Linked DNA regions of Mus musculus: region 1 is linked to region 2. The links are chromatin contacts, called in public promoter capture Hi-C maps. All regions are on one chromosome and are shown on one strand. The core of a region is the stretch at or near the end of the contact, and the rest is flanking DNA. Distances in the headings are between cores, read along the strand shown.

Evidence for each region. Promoter capture Hi-C pulls out the DNA fragments that hold promoters and counts their contacts.
Region 1: a contact with region 2 is called in a promoter capture Hi-C map of pre-B cells, with 4 times the contacts expected there. A contact is called at or near these places in 1 of 39 promoter capture datasets (pre-B cells), 2 of 130 datasets of targeted methods (pancreatic cancer cells and stem cell-derived neural progenitor cells) and 1 of 9 other capture datasets (liver).

Annotation. Positions count from the first base shown.
Region 1 is chr19:4,267,238-4,272,483 of GRCm38.p6, forward strand. It overlaps Ssh3 (slingshot protein phosphatase 3), which reads right to left and starts at 1,996. Exons shown (of 14, transcript NM_198113.3): 1 at 1,778-1,996; 2 at 1,308-1,348; 3 at 510-741. The coding sequence starts at 1,843. It overlaps Ankrd13d (ankyrin repeat domain 13 family, member D), which reads right to left. Exons shown (of 15, transcript NM_026720.2): 11 at 4,205-4,362; 12 at 3,982-4,098; 13 at 3,729-3,892; 14 at 3,557-3,648; 15 at 2,943-3,312. The coding sequence ends at 3,099.
Region 2 is chr19:3,849,451-3,854,844 of GRCm38.p6, forward strand. Chka (choline kinase alpha) reads left to right here and starts at 2,323. Exons shown (of 12, transcript NM_001271496.1): 1 at 2,323-2,963. The coding sequence starts at 2,626. It overlaps Gm51271 (predicted gene, 51271), which reads right to left and starts at 1,366; the gene lies at 1,317-1,366.

The sequences.
Region 1 (5,246 bases), core at 746-3,245, 420 kb after region 2:
CTTCTGATACCTTCACACAGACATACATGCATGCAAAACACCAAAACATGTAAGAAAAAAGACAAACAACAAAACCCTAGGGCTTCTGTTCTAAACAGCTTTTCCAAAGCTCGAATCTTCTTCATTCTTTGCTGCCAACAAGAAGTGTCTGCCTCCACACACTTTCTGGAGCTGGCCCTTAGGTTCCAGGGGATCCCAGACTTCTTGGGTGCTCTGGTCGCCTGACTGGCACTTAGCTGCCAAGGCGTACTACACAACCCTGGGAGTATGAGTCCATCTCTGGGCAACTCACTAGTATCAACAGAGGCCTCCTGTGGATTAACAGAGACCTCCCTCATATAACCCCAGCTCTTGGCTCACAGGGGACAAACCTCCCTTGTCCATTCCCAGCCCTCCAGAGACAGATATGCCCTTGCCTTGCTGTCTCTAGATGAAGTGGCAGAGTTGTTGTGGCCCCAGATCTCATAGCACTGATCTTAGATAGACATGAGCTCCGGGTGGTTCCTTACCAGGCGGATATCATCCTGCGGCCTCAGCAGCTCCACCATGAGGTGCAGGTGCCGCTTTTGCACTTGTTTCCAGGGACTCTGGAGTCCTTGCCCTTTGTCAGTCTGGTCCTCGGTGGGCTGTTCCTCACCTGAGGGTTCCTCCATTGGCTCAGAGTCAGCCTCAGATGCAACATTACTGTCCCCTCCATCCTGAAGTCCCAGGACAGCCCCTCGGAGCACCGCAAAACTCTGCCTGGCAGAGCGATGGGGACATGGTTCAGGTCATAGGTTTTCAAACTTTAGGGAGGCTGAGTCCCCTGGCTGGCGGAAGTGGGCTGCTGGCCCGCTCTCCAGAGTCAGATGGGCCGGAGTGAGGCACAGTTTGCACTTTTGTAACCAGGACCCTGATAGCGGTAGGCACCTAGAGCCAGCCTTGGGCTCTCAGGCTCCTCCTCACCTTGTTTTGCACCTTTGGAATGTGTTCCTTTTCGGGGTGGACTCAGATGCTATAAACTTGTTTAAGCACTTATACTCCTTCAGGTCCCATCCTGCCCTTGGTCCTGGGATTACTGGGCGAGCCAAGGTCCAGGTAATGTGTGAAAGCATCTACTGGCCAGGGCTAAGTTAACCATGCTGGTTCTTCCACAAGCCAGAGATGTGATGTTTGCCAGCTCCACCCACAGCATCTGCCTCCCACCTAAGCATGAGTTTATCTGACAATACTTAAGTGAGTCCTTGGTCCAAGCAAGACATCAGGAGTCCACAATGGCAGCAGCTAGGCCACAGGCTATAAGGAAGCATTTGTCAGACAGAACTCACCTGCGCTGGAGCCGGCCTCTGCGTCTTACCACTCGGTCCTGCTGAGAAAGCAGCCCGGGAATAGAGTAAGAGAGCAGCTTCCAGGACAGGAAGCACCCAAAAGCCTCTCCTCTTCCTACAAGGGAGCGCTAGGTGGAAAAGAAATCTCTTTCCTCTGAAGCCGCTCCCCTCCAACAGGCCCCAGAGAAACCCGGCCTAAGTCCAGGTACAGCAGTGCTGCAAGGATAGGGGGTTGCAGAGTGTGGGAGGTATTTGGGCAGATCTGGGCTTCAACAGACCCGGGCGGTTCTCAGGATTCCGCATCTACCTACGTCGAGCTCCTGGGAGCCTCAGGGCCTCCCAAGTGCCTTAAAACGTGAGACTCAAGGTCCCCCTCCGCCTACTCCCAGCCGTCTGCTAGGGGCAGGACTTGCTCCCTAAGGCCTACCTTGGCAGCCAACTGTAAGAGCGTAAAACCAAGCTAAACTCACCGTGGGTCCCACAGGCGTGGAGTGGCCACTTGCCGGCGGCGAGCGACTCACTGTGACCAGCGCCATAAGGTAGGCAGGCCCGGAACACCTGGGCGAACACCCGGCACGACCCCTCCCTCAGCCTTACGGTCAGTCCCTGCCTTCGCACAACCAGGAAGAAGAGATTGGAGCCACCAGGGCCTGGCACCTCCTCGGGAGCGGCCCTTAAAGGGCCCGACTCATGACCAGTCTGGTCGCGTAGAGCTGGTACCGAGCGACAGCGGCCCCGCCCCTGCGGTCTCGGTTCAGCTTGCCCCGCCCCGACCGCGCTAGAGGCGTGGTCAAGGGCGTGGCGCAGGTGAGCCCAGACCTCACTTTCCCTGCTTTGGTCGCTTTGCCCACAGAAGGCTTTCAACCCTTCTTGCTGCACCCAGTAAGACTTGGACCCCCACTGTTTGGTTTATGCTATGGTTTCTTGGAAAGGAAGGAGCAAGGGCAACAGTTTTGTTTTTGAGACAGGGTCTCACTATGTAGCTGACAGACCTGAAACTCATTATATAGAGCAAGTCGCCTAAAACCCAGAGATCCACCTGCCTCTGCCTCCCAAGCACTAGAATTAGAGGCATGCGCCACCATACCTGGGAGGCAATGGGTCTTAAATCTACCACCCCATTCCAAACTTGCTCTCTTTTCTGCTTGGCTGTCATTCCTCTACTCTTGAGAAGATCTGGGAGAACAGAAGGCCTTTTTGGAATTTTTGCAATAGTCCCCAATACCTGTACGCATTTCAGGTCCACCCTAGGGGTGACTAGGACAGGGCTGAGCCCCTTCCCCAGAGAGTGACTTGCTTAAAGGTTCATTCTGGTAGAAAATACTTGAAACAGGGGGAACCTGTGCCTGAGTTTTGGGGATGAGGTGGGAGCTTCCCCCAGTAGGTAGAATAGGAAGACCCAGCCCAGCGGGAGTATGGACCATCAGGCTGGGTGGCAGGCAGAACCTGGGGTTGGGGTAGCATCCAGGGAAATTTCAGAATCTCCAGGAACTCCTGCCCCGTGAGAAGTGGTCTTATTTTCTAGCTGTAGAAATGGAGGCTCCAAAGCTGCTCAGTGCCAGCTCCAGCGAGGACTACCCATCAGTAACCCCATCCAGTGTCCCCTTGGTTCCAGACCACGCAGGACAGCAAGCCTACTGCTGATGGTCTCTTTATTTCCACCTCAGTCTCACTGCTAGCCTATCTTCAGTGCCCAGGTCCCAAGCTCAGCAGCAGACAGTTTATAAATAAATAAATTACAAAACCAGGCAGAAGGCATGGCCCTGGGGAGCCGTCCCAAGGCCAGGCAACTCAGTGCTCTGTGAGTGACAGCTGCAGGATCCGCTGTAAGTCGTCTTCTTCCTGCTGACCCCGTCGCTCCAACTCCTCCTGTTCCCTTGAAGACAACTCCAGGGCCAGGCGAAGCTGCTCCTCAAAGCTTGGGGGTGCAGGGGATGGAGGTGTCTTCTGAGGAGATTCTGGACCCCTGGACTCTGTGGACAGCTGTAGGCTTTCCTGCAGGGCCCTTCAGGGTAAGGGTTGAGGGGAGAGCAGACCAGTGAGAAGGCTTGGGGAGGAGCCAAGCCCATGCAATTTTGAGAACAAGGTGTCAGGGACAGAGACAAGCAGGCCCTCTTTTGGCTCTTCATGCTCCCCACGGTAAGCAGCATTTTGCCATGTGAAGGCATGGAGCCCTTGGATCAGAACTCCCTGGCTTCCCACCCATCACCAGCAGCCAGGGACCCACACACAGTTCCTGAGGGACTCACTGCTCCAACTGAAGCTGCTCTTCAAACACTGTGACTCGGGGAGGAGGGTGAATGCCAGGCCGTGTGTTGGTCAGGGCTTCCCACACCGTCACCTGCAGCAGCCAGAGCCCAGAACTGTCACCTTGGGCCTGTGGCTGTAGAGGCCATGACCCACCTTCCACTTGCATCCCACCTGCTCTGCCTCTGTGCCTGCCTCAAGCAGGCTCTGCTGGATGGCAAACTGCAGCAGGTCGTCATCCTCATCCCGAAGGGGCTCGCTGCGCTCAGCACCCAGCACACTGTATCCCTCGGGCACCTCGAATACAGTGGGGTCCACCTCACATGGAAAAGGGCTTCCTGGGCAGGGCAGCGGAAGGGTCATGTTCAGCCCTAAGGCTGATCAGAGAGCTACCAGCTGTGAATGTCTCCTGTAGCTATAGTCATACCTGAAGCAGAAATGGCAGAACTGGAGTTGGGGACGCACACCGAGCTCACAGGCTCATCACAGCCGCAAAGGTTACTGAAGGTGATGCGGGCATTGAGCACATGGAAGAGGGGAATCTCTGAGGGGAGAGAGCCAGGCTTGAGCTGCCTGCACCCCTCAGTAACCCCAAACCTGAGGAGGGCATCATGCCCAAGTCCTGGTTACCCCCTTGCCTGCCCTCTCACCAATCTTGACAGGGAAGCCTGGTGGGAGACGCAGAGTGATGAAATCCCGTAGCTTGGCAAAATGAGCGTTGCTGATGGCCATCAGGTCAATGATGGGTGTCACCTGGTCACCCAAGGACAGTGGGTGCTCCTCACTTAGCCACAGTGTTGCCTTGAACCTATCCAGCCGACCATAGCAAGTGGGTCAGGGACACACACACACACACACACACACACACACACACACACACCCACACACACCCCGGTGCTTCACCCTTTCTAGTCGCCTGCCTGTGATACCCTTCTCCCTGGTCTGCTCCTATTAACTGTTACCCTCAGGGACTCACTGGCTGGAAAGCCTGGGCAGCCCCTGTCCTGTCCTGGTGCTGATGATGGCTTCATGCCACTCTTTTGAGCTGCACAAGGAAGGCCACAGCCAGCCTGTGGGCTTCTCTTGGGGCCTTGCCTCTGTCCAAAACTAGTTCAGCACTGTGCTGGACACACACACATACAAAAATGTGCTGTTCTTGAGTGTGGAGCATAGCCCAGGGGTTGGGAGCTCTGGGGTGTGAGTAGAGGCACAGGCGCTGCACCGGTATGTTAGACCTGCTGCAAAGCACTGCCACCGTGATTGCATCCACTGTGTCCATGCACATCAGGATGCACATCTGTTTTCCTGGAGAAGAAACCAGACTCCCAGCTGGGAGGGTTATTCCTTGTGATATAAGCCAGTGGACAGCAGAGCTATGGCCCCTTCCTACGCTGCTGTGTTCTGGTCCCTGGTGCATGCTCATAGAACAGAAGAACAAGTCAGGAATCCTGCAGGCCCACTCACTACTTGGACTGTTTGGAGTTGGAGATTAGCCGGAACAAGCCAGATCTACAAAGTGGGACCCTGTATCATAAAGCCCAAAACAAACAAGCAAAAACAAATATATTGGTGCTATCACCTGAGTATGACTTGGGGCCCAGGTGCATGCTAGCTTCTCAGACTGTGGTTAGAGACATGGCTCCCACACTCTGGAGCAAAGTCAAGAGAGGAGCCTACTAGGTGAGCAGATCC
Region 2 (5,394 bases), core at 1,073-3,572:
TGGGTGTGTCCTCATATGGGTCCATATGTGTAGAGAGACCAGCAAGCATCCTCAGGTGATAGTCTTCAAGTGTTGTCTATCTTGTTCTTTGAGACAGGGTCTCTTCCTACCCTGGAACTTGCCAGATTGGCTAGGTTGGCTGCAGGTAAGCCCAGGAATGTGCCTGACTCTGCCTCCCCAACTGTAGGATAGTAAGCACATGCCACTACACCTGGCTTTTTTGTTTTGTTTTGTTTTGTTTTTGTTTTTTGAGACAGGGTTTTCTCTGTGTAGCACTATCATCCTGGAACTTGCTCTGTAGACCAGTCAGGCCTTAAACTCAGAGATTCACTTTCCACTGCTCTTTGAGTACTGGGATTAAAGGAGTGTACTAAAGTGCACTCCTTCTTTGCTTAAAGCTAGTATCAAAGTGACAGATTCATTAAGGCAATTTCATATATGCCATTAAGGTTGCCCCCCCTCCCCCGTGTGTGTGTGTGTGTGTGTGTGTGTGTGTGTGTATTCCAGGCAGAGTTTTACTCTGGCTAGAATTTCTATGTGGGTCATATATGTTCATGTCCTTTCCAAGCCTTTCACTGGGGTGACCTTTTACTGCCACTGGAAGCTGTGCTCCCAGCAAGGCGCCTTGTGGGTTCTCATAGTCTAAACCAGAAGAGGTCAGAGAAAAAGTTAACTGCAAATTATAGAGCTCTCCTCTCACTTCTGGAGCAGCTTCCCCCTCAGCCAGCTTTCCAACATTCCTCTGAGATTATGGGGACTAGTATGAGGACAAAGGGCCAGTCCCCTGTGAAGGCCAGTGACACAGCCCCACCTCCACGTGGGCTGGTGTTTTCAAAGTCCTCCGTTCCCTTATCTAAATGCCTTCCTGAATGGAGACGTTGATTTCTTACTGTTCTAGCAACCAGTGGTATTCCTAGGCCAGGCCTCTTTTTTTTTTTTTTTTTTTCCCCTACTTGTCTGGAGTTCAACTCCAGGCCTAGCTCCACGGGATCGTCCAAAGTCTCTTTTCATTTGCACTCCTTCCCCCGCCCCCCCCCCCCCACTCCCCAGACAGTCTCACTATGGAACTTGGGCTGTCCTGAAACTTACTGTGTAGACTAGGCTGGTCTTCAGCCCATAGAGATCTGGCCTCTGCCTCTGTGCCTCTCAAGTGCTGGGATTAAAAGCATGTGCCATTATGCACAGATTATTTGCACTCTTTTGTTCAGTAAGATCACTTTTGGGGGAGTAAGTCCAGATAAGTACCTACCTACTCTTTTTGAAGAGTTTTTGGCTTCCAGCAGACTGTGAAAACCCACAAAGAAGCCATTTTCTGCATGCTGGGGTATAGCTAGAAAGAAATCTCTCTTTCTAGCTATACCCCACAACACAGACCTGTAGTTTTATATTCTTTGTAGCCTCAATTACTTCCTGGAAGGACTGAATGATGAGACCAAAGAATGAGGCAATGTGTGGGCATACAGCATAGGGGCCTTGGCCCCCTTCCATGCCCTAGGGCAAAGGTACATTAGTCATGGTCACGCGACTGGACAGCCCGGAAGAGGGGGGGGGCAGATGACAGCATCCACAAAGCCAGGAATCGCGAACCAAGCACCTTTGGCCGGCAATTCTGGAGGCCGTTGAGGCCAGTCTGTTAGGAAGATGTCCTGAGAATCTAGCTGACATCCTCAGCACCACGGACAGGGAAACTGAGGCTGCAGGCACGTAGAGGGGGAGGCTTCTCTCTGAGCGGAGAGCGCAGCCAGCTGGCAAGTGGGTGTGTGGCCTTGACCCAATCTCTTTTTGATATTAGACCTGCAGATGGATAACGCCTCCGGCCAGGAGTTGTATTGGGCATGGAAGCATCTCGAACAGGGCCTCGGAAATGTTGTAAAAACACACCCACAGAGCTCCTTTGGGAGCTGCCTTGCCCTAAGGTCACGCGGAAAGAGCAGCCAGCCTCCAGACACCATTTTCCTGCAAAGTCCCCGGGGCCTTTCAAATCATCACTTTCAGACCTGGGGGCGTCTAAGGAAAGTTTCCCTTTCAACATCCACTCTAGGGTCTGCCAAAGCTGCAGAAGCCTCGCCTCTCCTGCCCTAAGAGGCTCGAGTCCGCAAAGGCGCCACCTTGTGAGTGCAGGCAATTGAGATAGCCTTTACAGGACCCTCGCGACCCCTAGACAAGGCCCCGCCCCCGGTGCGCCGACCCCTCCCTCATCGTGGACTCACCGCCTGAGCCTAGGAGGGGCTGTGCCGCAGCCAATGGGAAAGCGGCGTGGCGAGGGTGGCGGCGGTTGTGATGCGCCAAAGCGTCCAATCAGCGGCGAGCGCGGGGGCGGGCGGTGACGCTGGGCTCTCCGCGTGCAGCGCTGTAAAGGAGCGAGCGCCGCGGCCCCCTATAGCAGTCGCCTGCCGTCAGCCTCCCGCGCTCGTCTCTCGTTACTGCTGCCTGACGTCCATTGCTGCCTCTCCCCGCCGTCGCCGACGTCGCCTCCCCGCGCGCTCCCACAACCGCCGCCCGGCCGGTCAGTGAAGCCGGCGAGCCATTCCCCGCGCCGGCCCCCAGAGGCGGGCATCCAGCCGGACCCTGAGTGTGGCCCTCTCGTGCTGTGGCCGCCCGCGCCTTCTCGGCCGCTTGTCCAGCATGAAAACCAAGTTCTGCACCGGGGGCGAGGCCGAGCCGTCGCCTCTCGGGCTGCTGCTGAGCTGCGGTGGCAACGCTGCCCCGACGCCCGGCGTAGGGCAGCAGCGGGACGCCGCAGGCGAGCTGGAGTCCAAGCAGCTTGGTGGCCGAACCCAACCTCTCGCGCTGCCGCCGCCGCCGCCGCCGCCCCTGCCGCTGCCCCCGCCGCCATCACCGCCGCTAGCGGACGAACAACCCGAGCCCCGGACCAGGCGCAGGGCCTACCTGTGGTGTAAGGAATTCCTGCCCGGAGCCTGGCGAGGCCTTCGCGAGGACCAGTTCCACATCAGTGTCATCAGGTCAGTGGCTGCGGCACCGCGCGGTGGTGGTGGGGGCGGTGGGGGGTGAGGCTGGAGGGCGGGGCGGGGCGGCGGCTTGGGTAGAGGTGATCGCCGCGCCGGTGTCCGGAGCACAAACCCCGCAGCGCGGAAGGCCGCCTGCGGGCGAGCTTTGAGAAAATGTGTGCTGGGTTGCCGTCCCTTGCGGAAGAACAATACTATGTAGTTATACAAGCACATTCTGTACCAAAGCTCAAAATAGATGTGTCTAGGAAGCCGTTTCTCTGCGAGGGCCTTGAATGAAAAAAGGGATGTTGTTCCCAGCACTCGGGAAGCAGAAGCAGGCGGATTTCTGAGTTCGAGGCCAGCCTGGTCTACAAAGTGAGTTCCAAAACAGCCAGCTCTACAGAGAGAAACCCTGTCTCGAAAAACGAAAAAAAAAAAAAAAAAAAAAGGAAAGAAAAGAAAAGAAAGAAAAGAAAAAGGGATGTTGTGGCTGGGCTTTAGAAAAAGAGGGAGGAGCCGGGCGTGGTGGCGCAAGCCTTTAATCCCAGCACTCCGCAGGCAGAGGCAGGCGGATTTCTGAGTTCAAGGCCAGCCTGGTCTACAGAGTGAGTTCCAGGACAGCCAGGGCTACACAGAGAAACCCTGTCTCGAAAAAACAAACAAACAAAAAAAAAAAAAAAAAAAAAAAGAAAAGAAAAAGAAAAAGAGGGAGGAAAAATCCCCGGGGAACTTTTCCTTGTAGTACTTCTAGTCTGTAGTTTGATCACAACCCCCTCCCGCTCCAGAAATTCACCTTTGGCACTCAGTGAGCAGAAGCAGGCGGATCTCTTTATTATTGAGGCCAGTTTGGCCTACATAGTAAGTTTCAGACCAGCCAGAGCTACATAGCAAGACACTGTCTCCAAAAGAGGTAGAAGGAAATTGATGTGTGTTATTGGAAGGTAGCAATCACTCCTGTCTTTCTGAGGCTCGTGTCGTGTACCCGTGTTACTGGCCAGCGTCTGGAGGTGTGGCTCCACAAATCATTGTGAAGTAAAATGAATTCCTCCTCCTCAATCTCAAGCCGGGCATGGTGGCGCACACCTTTAATCCAGCACTTGGGAGGCAGAGGCAGGCGAATTTCTGAGTTCAAGGCCAGCCTGGTCTACAAAGTGAGCTCCAGGACAGCCAGGGCTATACAGAGAAACCCTGTCTCGAAAAACCAAAAAAAAAAAAAAAAAAGAATCTCCTGTGGGCAGAGTGATCATGAACATCCTTAGGTATTGGAGCCTGGCCTTGAACCAATGAGGATCCTATAAGCAAGCATATTCACACACACACACACCATGCAGGTCGGGTTGTCTTGGAACTCACTATGTAGACAAGCTAGCTGGTCTCAGACTCACAGAAATCCACTGCCTCCCCTAGTGCTGGGATTAAAAGCATCTGCTGCCATGCCTGGCGTTCCCCACTTCTTTTACGTTTAAATATATTTCACCTTAGATTAGAAAATAGTTTTTTATGTATTTAGACTTACTAGAGAAATGTAACTGTACCCTTGCCATTTTTGCACAAGTGCTTAGCATTCAGTATTGAATACGGGTTGGGTTTTTTTGACCTTTAAAAACCCATTTGGTCATTTTCTACCAGTTTCTGTTTGATTGGTTGACCCAGTTGAGTGCCAAGTGTCTAGAAACTGGCTGGCTGGCTGCCACAAATAATCCTCAAATCCAGTTGTAGTCATTTGACTCCTTTTCTGTGCCCAGTCTCTCACCAGAGTCATGAATGCAGCAAAGTTAACTCTTAGATGGACTGCACTTCCTCTTTGCCTTTCAATGTTCAGGTGCCTCATGGATCTGAGACTATGTCAGAGGTTTATGAGCAGGTATTTAAAATATAGTTGGTAGGAAGTGGAAAAAGAAGACCACAGATACTCAAATCATTGTTGAGCGTCCTAGAAAAATTTGTCCCCAAACTTGTCCCCTGACAGGCTTAGCAGTTCTTACCAGGAGAATGGTAACGATTACTGTGGCACGGTCTTCCTTCTCCCTATGGAAGTAAAGCGAGGCCTGAGGGGATGTGCTTGTCCCACACTTGGGAGGGGAGGTAGAAGTATCAGGAGTTAAAGGCTAGCCTGGGCTATAGCAGCTTTGAAGTTGGAGACGAGCCTGGATTACATGAGACCTTTTTTCTTTTTTCTTTTTTTTTTTAAAGATTTATTTATTTATTATATGTATAATACACTGTAGCTGTCTTCAGACACACCAGAAGAGGGAGTCAGATCTTGTTACGGATGGTTGTGAGCCACCATGTGGTTGCTGGGATTTGAACTCTGGACCTTCGGAAGAGCAGTCGGGTGCTCTTACCCACTGAGCCATCTCACCAGCCCGAGACCTTTTTTCATCAGTCCAAACCAATGCTCTAGAGGAGTGACTTGCCCGAAGTCCATTGATAGCTCTCTGGTGTT